Regions from separate parts of the Oryctolagus cuniculus genome. Here region 1 is linked to region 2. Evidence: chromatin contacts called from public Hi-C data. All regions are on one chromosome and are shown on one strand. The core of a region is the stretch at or near the end of the contact, and the rest is flanking DNA. Distances in the headings are between cores, read along the strand shown. Region 1 overlaps POC1B (POC1 centriolar protein B). Region 2 has its middle 140 kb from the start of DUSP6.

Evidence for each region. Hi-C and Micro-C count contacts between places; a contact is called where the count stands out from the background.
Region 1: a Hi-C map of embryonic fibroblasts shows a contact between it and region 2, with 2.4 times the contacts expected there. The contact joins two enhancer-like sites. A contact is called at or near these places in 2 of 6 Hi-C or Micro-C datasets (embryonic fibroblasts and an unstated tissue).

The regions. Positions count from the first base shown.
Region 1 is chr11:92,103,329-92,106,422 of mOryCun1.1, forward strand. The region is part of intron 10 of POC1B (POC1 centriolar protein B); the gene reads right to left. Among named protein-coding and RNA genes, the nearest start is that of GALNT4, 74 kb to the right of the region's middle. Within about 2 kb of position 1,728, at least 2 of the 8 cell types and tissues checked have an H3K27ac peak or open chromatin away from gene starts, as enhancers often do.
Region 2 is chr11:91,863,063-91,866,025 of mOryCun1.1, forward strand. No RefSeq gene overlaps it. Among named protein-coding and RNA genes, the nearest start is that of DUSP6, 140 kb to the right of the region's middle. Within about 2 kb of position 1,334, at least 2 of the 8 cell types and tissues checked have an H3K27ac peak or open chromatin away from gene starts, as enhancers often do.

The DNA.
Region 1 (3,094 bases), core at 478-2,977, 240 kb after region 2:
GGGCTGAGAACTGTTGGGCATTTTCGGCATGCCTCCGTCTCAGATGTGGGAACCAGGGACCCGGCTTGGATTCCCAGGCCTGGGAGAGTAGGTTTTACGGCAGCAGTCAAGAGTCACCGGTTGAAAATCAGGATCTCAGGAAGCTGGAAGGCAGAGATAATACCTGCGACTTCTATACCTCCAGTTCCCAGAAATAGGCTAATGCTCTAACGAAAATTCTAAAAAAAATTTACATGGGTGAATTCCCAGTAGTAGCATGTTTTAGAACAGCCTTTACAAAAAAGTTTTCTTCATTTTTTAAAAAAACACATTTCATATAGAAAAGTTTGAATCCCAAATCACTTTTGTCAACAGCAATAAGGATTAGTTTCACTGCATAAGATTATTTAACTGAACTAATGTAAAAAACTTAATTACTATACAACTTGTGGCAAATTCATCAATACAAGTTTTGTTTCATTGTGACTCCAAAACTTAAGGGCAATGAAGATCAAAATAGTAAATATTTCAATACATTGTGATCACCTGGGACTTAGTGATTATTATTATTTTTATTTGTAATATACTTTATTTGCAGGAAGAAAAAAGGGAAGGCATCTGAACTGCATGCACACTATTAGTCTCTCTACAATGAGACTAACATAATAAACTTCACAGCTTTCCAGATCTTTTTAAAAAAAATGCCTTGTTCCTTTAACAGGCTAAAAGTTTTACTTGTTGACTTTGTTGGGTTTACAATCTCAAAGCACAATTTTGTTTAAAAAAAAAAAATAAAGGCCAGCCATCACGTTCACAACGTTAGTAGCTCTTATAACATGAGTGATGCTGCACTGCAAGAGCAGGGGTCCCGGGGTTTGGAAATCATCTCTGTCCTACCGCTAACCTTTTATCTCCCGTCTCTATTGTAAAGATTGATTCTGAAAAGAATAGAGTTTATTTTCTAAGTGGTAAGAGATCTGTGAAAAGTTACATTTTTCCTTATTTACTTCTGCTAATTATTGCATAGTATTTTTTAGGGTTTTGACAATTCTTTGAATTTCAAAAGCAAATGTTTAATGTGTTTAGATTATTTCTCAAAACTTACAAGTGTTCTTCTTATTCCTATTAAGCATTTCAGAGGTCAATATTTAGCTTTTTGAGTTACTGAATAAACAGTTACTGTATCCTACTAGTCATATATACTATCATTTGAAGTGAAGATGAAATGGCTTTTAATAAAATGACCATAAATTTGAGGGAAGGACTAGCTAGTGAGTCCAGAGACATGAATTCTACGAATGCCCAAACTCATTTCCTTTGTACCCCTTAGAGCAAGAACAGGAAAAAGACAGTGTAGGGCCACTGAGCCAGAGTGTAAAGATACCATAAAAACAGCCATTTCCTAAAGCTTAACAAGTCACCCAAAGTCACAGGCACACTTAGTTTTGGAAGTCATATGCACTAAACTTTCAATTCAAATGCCATCTTGTAAACTTCAACAAAGTTTTAAAACCTAAAAGAACCTCACCTACCCCACATTTAGGAGATGCTTATATGTAAATCCAGGAAAGTCAGCACACAGAAAAGCAGGGAAAACAGGAGACTCCTGCAACTTGATCTATCATGGGTTCTCCTAGAACCTGGGGGGTGGGGATCTGGGGATACTATATTGCATAGGACTACTCTACACTTCCAAATAGACAAATTTCAGTTTTGAGACATTTAGGTTTGCATGCACTGTGTTCTTTCAAGTAAGTCTTTCCAAATCTTTGCTTATATAAGCAGTTAGGAACTGAAATAGCTGCACCAGTTATGCAATGTTGTCTAGTAACCAGGATGAACTGTTGCCACAACATCCATGGAAACATTCTCTCCCTATCTGAAAGTTTACTCTGTGTGTGTCTACATATTTTGTCAACACATTAATATTTTCAAGTAGTATATACCCTGTTTCATATATATCATATTTCATATCTCCATGAAAATGTAACCTTTTTCTTCCTAAAAATAGGCAATACAAAACAATCTTTCAGGAGGAAAAACAAATGTACTTTGGTGAAAAAAAAAAAAAAATCCACACCTGAATGACATTTAGGAAGGACGAATGTGTGTTTTCCAAAGTCAAGGAAACAGCAGAGTATCTCCTGCCCTGATTCAGCTGATTCGTTTCCTGATCCTGGAACAGGAGACAGGAAAACCACGATTCTTTTCCCTCAGCAGCCCCTCTGCCAAAATGATGCTGAGCCAGGAGACACTCTCAGCCACCCTGAGATGACTCGGGGCTACACCTTATTGTCCCTGGGGAAAGCAGATAGGGAATCCCACGGCTGACATCCAATCTGTCAGGAAATCCTCTTGGCTCTGCCTTCAAAATACATCCAGAATCAGATGACTTAGCACCTCCTCCTCTGCTACCGCCCTGGGTCAAACCACTATCGCCTCCTGTCTGATTATTTCATTAGCGTCCTAATGAGTTTCCTTGTTCTCCCCATCACCATCCCCACTCTGTCCTCACACAGCAGCCAGAGCAAACCCATTAAGACCTATACCAGATCATGTCCCTCCCCTGCCAAAACCCCTCTGGTGGCTCCCCTGTCACTCAGAGCTGGCCTCTATTACTGCTCCCACTCGCCTGGAGGGCCATTCCCAGATCCACTTGACCTGCTCCCTTCATTCCTCACTTCTTCACTCAAATGTTACTTGCCACGTGATGCTTGTCCTGAACATATGGTCTTTAAAACTGCAGCCTTCTTCCTCTCTTCTCATCGCCCTTGAGTGCTGTGTTCACCTGTGTGTTTTTCTTTCGGTCCACTACACAATAAAGTTTGTTTTTGTTTAACCTGAATTGCCTGTCTCCTGTACTGTATTAAGGATGCAGGCTTTTCAGGGGCAGGAGTTCTGTTTTGCTCAGCTTCTCTAAAGCTAAGAATGGTGAATGACATAGAGTAATTACACAGTCAATATTTACTGAGAGATACATATGCATATGAGTGGGCAGACCCCCTGCCCACTATTGAGTTAGGCAACTTAAAGACCTAGACCTAAAACTAGACTGAGGCACTTTTATTGCCATGGTTTCAGTTTCTCTAGAGGCATCCACTTATTTGTGACTTGC
Region 2 (2,963 bases), core at 84-2,583:
GAAAGGTGGGTATGGGGGGGAGGGGGAATAACCATTATATTCCTAAAGCTGTACCTATGGAATTTGTATTCATTAAATAAAAGCCTTCTTAAAAAAAAAAAAAAAAAAAAAAAAAAAAAAAAAAAAGTGGCCTGGAGAGAAAACATGTTGAAAAGTAACAAAAGCTAGAAGGTTTCTTATCTGTCCCCAGTGACCTTGGAGACCCTCTTTGCCCTTCCTTTTGCCTAAGGTTGTGTTCTGTCACTGGTATTAAAAGCTTATTAAGGCCGGCACCACGGCTCACTAGGCTAATCCTCCACCTTGCGGCGCCAGCACGCTGGGTTCTAGTCCCGGTCGGGGCGCCAGATTCTGTCCCAGTTGCCCCTCTTCCAGGCCAGCTCTCTGCTGTGGCCCGGGAGTGCAGTGGAGGATGGCCCAAGTGCTTGGGCCCTGCACCCCATGGGAGACCAGGATAAGTACCTGGCTCCTGCCATCAGATCAGTGCGGTGCGCCGGCCACAGCACGCCGGCCTGGGCGGCCATTGGAGGGTGAACCAACGGCAAAAGGAAGACCTTTCTCTCTGTCTCTCTCTCTCACTGTCCACTCTGCCTGTCAAAAATTTTAAAAAAAGTTTAAAAAATAAGAAAAAAAAGCCTATTCATAAAGCTTTATTAATAAAGACATTCCCTCAAATCCCTTCACTAAGGGTGAAATAAGAGATAAAATCCCAGCCCAGTCCTTTTTCATTTGATTAGCCCTTCTGGTTTAAAGACGAAACGAAATTTATTCTAGGAAAATCTGAACCATTGGCCAATTGCAATTAGGGACACAAGGTGACGGTGAAGATGTCCATAGAGTTCTACCACACTAGACAGACCAGGTGTTGGCGCCAACCAGAAGGCAGCGCTGGGTGCACCCACAGACAGATCTTCACATGCCGAAGCTCTCTTGGCTGCGGAATGCAGGTGAGTTCACCAGCGTGATCTCACTGCAGAGAGCGTTGAGATGAAAGGAAGTGGGGTGGAGGTGAGTCAAGGGCAAAGGCTAGACTCCCTCCTCTCAAGTCAAGTTGCTAAGCAAAGAAAGGCAAAGAGGGAAAAGATTCCAAAACCAGCTCGCTCTTCAGGCGGAACCAATGGCTTGACTCTGCGTGGAAGCTTTGCCTTGAGGCTTTGTAGCCGGCTCCACAAACAGCTCAGCCACTCCCCCAACCAGCACTCATATTTTCCTGCTGCAATAACAGCCACTCCTTTCTCTGGTTTGAGTCCAACAGACAATCCATCCCTTCTCCTCTAATACCAGCGTCTCTGGAGTGAGCTCATGCTCTCTCCTCCTCTCCCTCTGACTCACGGTGCTCAAAGCTTTAAGAAATAAAAACCTGTTGGATCAGCCAGACTGGAATCATCCACTTCCAGTGGGCCAGTCCTTCCGTGAAAGGGAATCTCACTTTCATTGTTAGCAACAAGGCTCTGGGTTACTTAACTTGGTCATGAAAAGCCCAAATCCCAACTCATTCTCTTACCAGCAAGAACAATAGAGTTACGTGTCTTAAAAAGGAAAAGAGAATATACCTTTAGTAAAACAAAATTACTCTGGCATTTCAACATTTCAAAAAAATATGTCATCCACATAGTTTTAAATCTATGCGATGAGATTATCCCTTCTTCCTTGGATTGTGTTTTGGGAAGGGAGGGGGCTAAAATGCAAAATGTTTTAAGGGAGCCAAATTCGAAAACATAAGCACTGAGGCGTCCATTGCTGTGCAGTGGGTTAAGCCACATCCCATATCTAAGTGCTGGTTCCAGTCCTAGGTGCTCTGAGCTTCTGATCCAGCTTATTGCTGGTGTTTATGAGTGGCAGCGGATGATGACCCAAGTATTTGGATTCTTGTCACCCAGTGACCTTGGAGACCCCCTTTGGGAGTCCCAGATGGAGTTCCTGGCTCCCAGATTTCACCTGGCCCAGCCCTGGCTGTTACAGGCATTTGGGGGATTAACCATCAGATGGAAGATATATCTCCCTCTCTCTACCTCTGTCACTCTTTCAAGTAAATAAATATATATTCTTAAAAAATGTAATAGTCATCGATAGAATGAATTTGATCATGTTTATCTTTATAGCCAAAAGACCAAGCTCAATGTCCAAGTATTTAAATATTTCAATAAATACTTGTAGAATTTATCATAAAGTAGTTTTCCAGTAGAGAGATAAAAATCCAAAATAAAAATTAGTCATTAAACATTTTGAGTGTAAAGGAATCACTATTTTCCAAATCGAAATAATTTTTTAGACCTTAAGTTTCTCTTAATTTTTCATACAAACCTAGAGTCTTAATTACCTTTGCAGACCAAAAAAAAAAAAAAATATTGCCTTAGGTACAAGGATTTTAAAAATTTGTGTGGGTCCTTTATCCCTCTTCTCTGAGGAGTACCCTTAATATCAAGTTAATATCTACCTCTCCCAGACCAAGAATGATTGAATCAAGCAATTCTTGGCAAAGACCTGGGTCAAGCTCATTTTGCTTCTGACCCAGTAGTGATATTCTTTTGAGACCTTGATACATACTACTTGTGATAAATGTTCTTAGATTTGCTCAAGGGTACAAAGGACAATAATTTATTGGAGGAAAATTTCTTGGCCCTAGATTTAAACCAGCATTAATCATCTGGCAGTCTATAAAACTAAGCATCATCAAATAAATTAGGAGTAGCAATATTTTTCAGCATTACTGTCCAAGTTGGCCAGCAAGTTTGTGGATGGTTTTAAGTGGTTTGGCTAGTCTTTTCCGTAGAGTAGTTACCCATGAAGAAAAGCTCAGCTTTCAATTACATGTAAATGAATGCTCACTGGAGTTCCTTGGCCCCAGAACCTTTCTCTTCCTCCTTACTCAACCTTTCACACAATTAACCGTCTATATACTAGCCTAGTACTCAACCAAAAAATACAACAAGGAAACACAATCGTATGGCTAACTCCTGGGATTT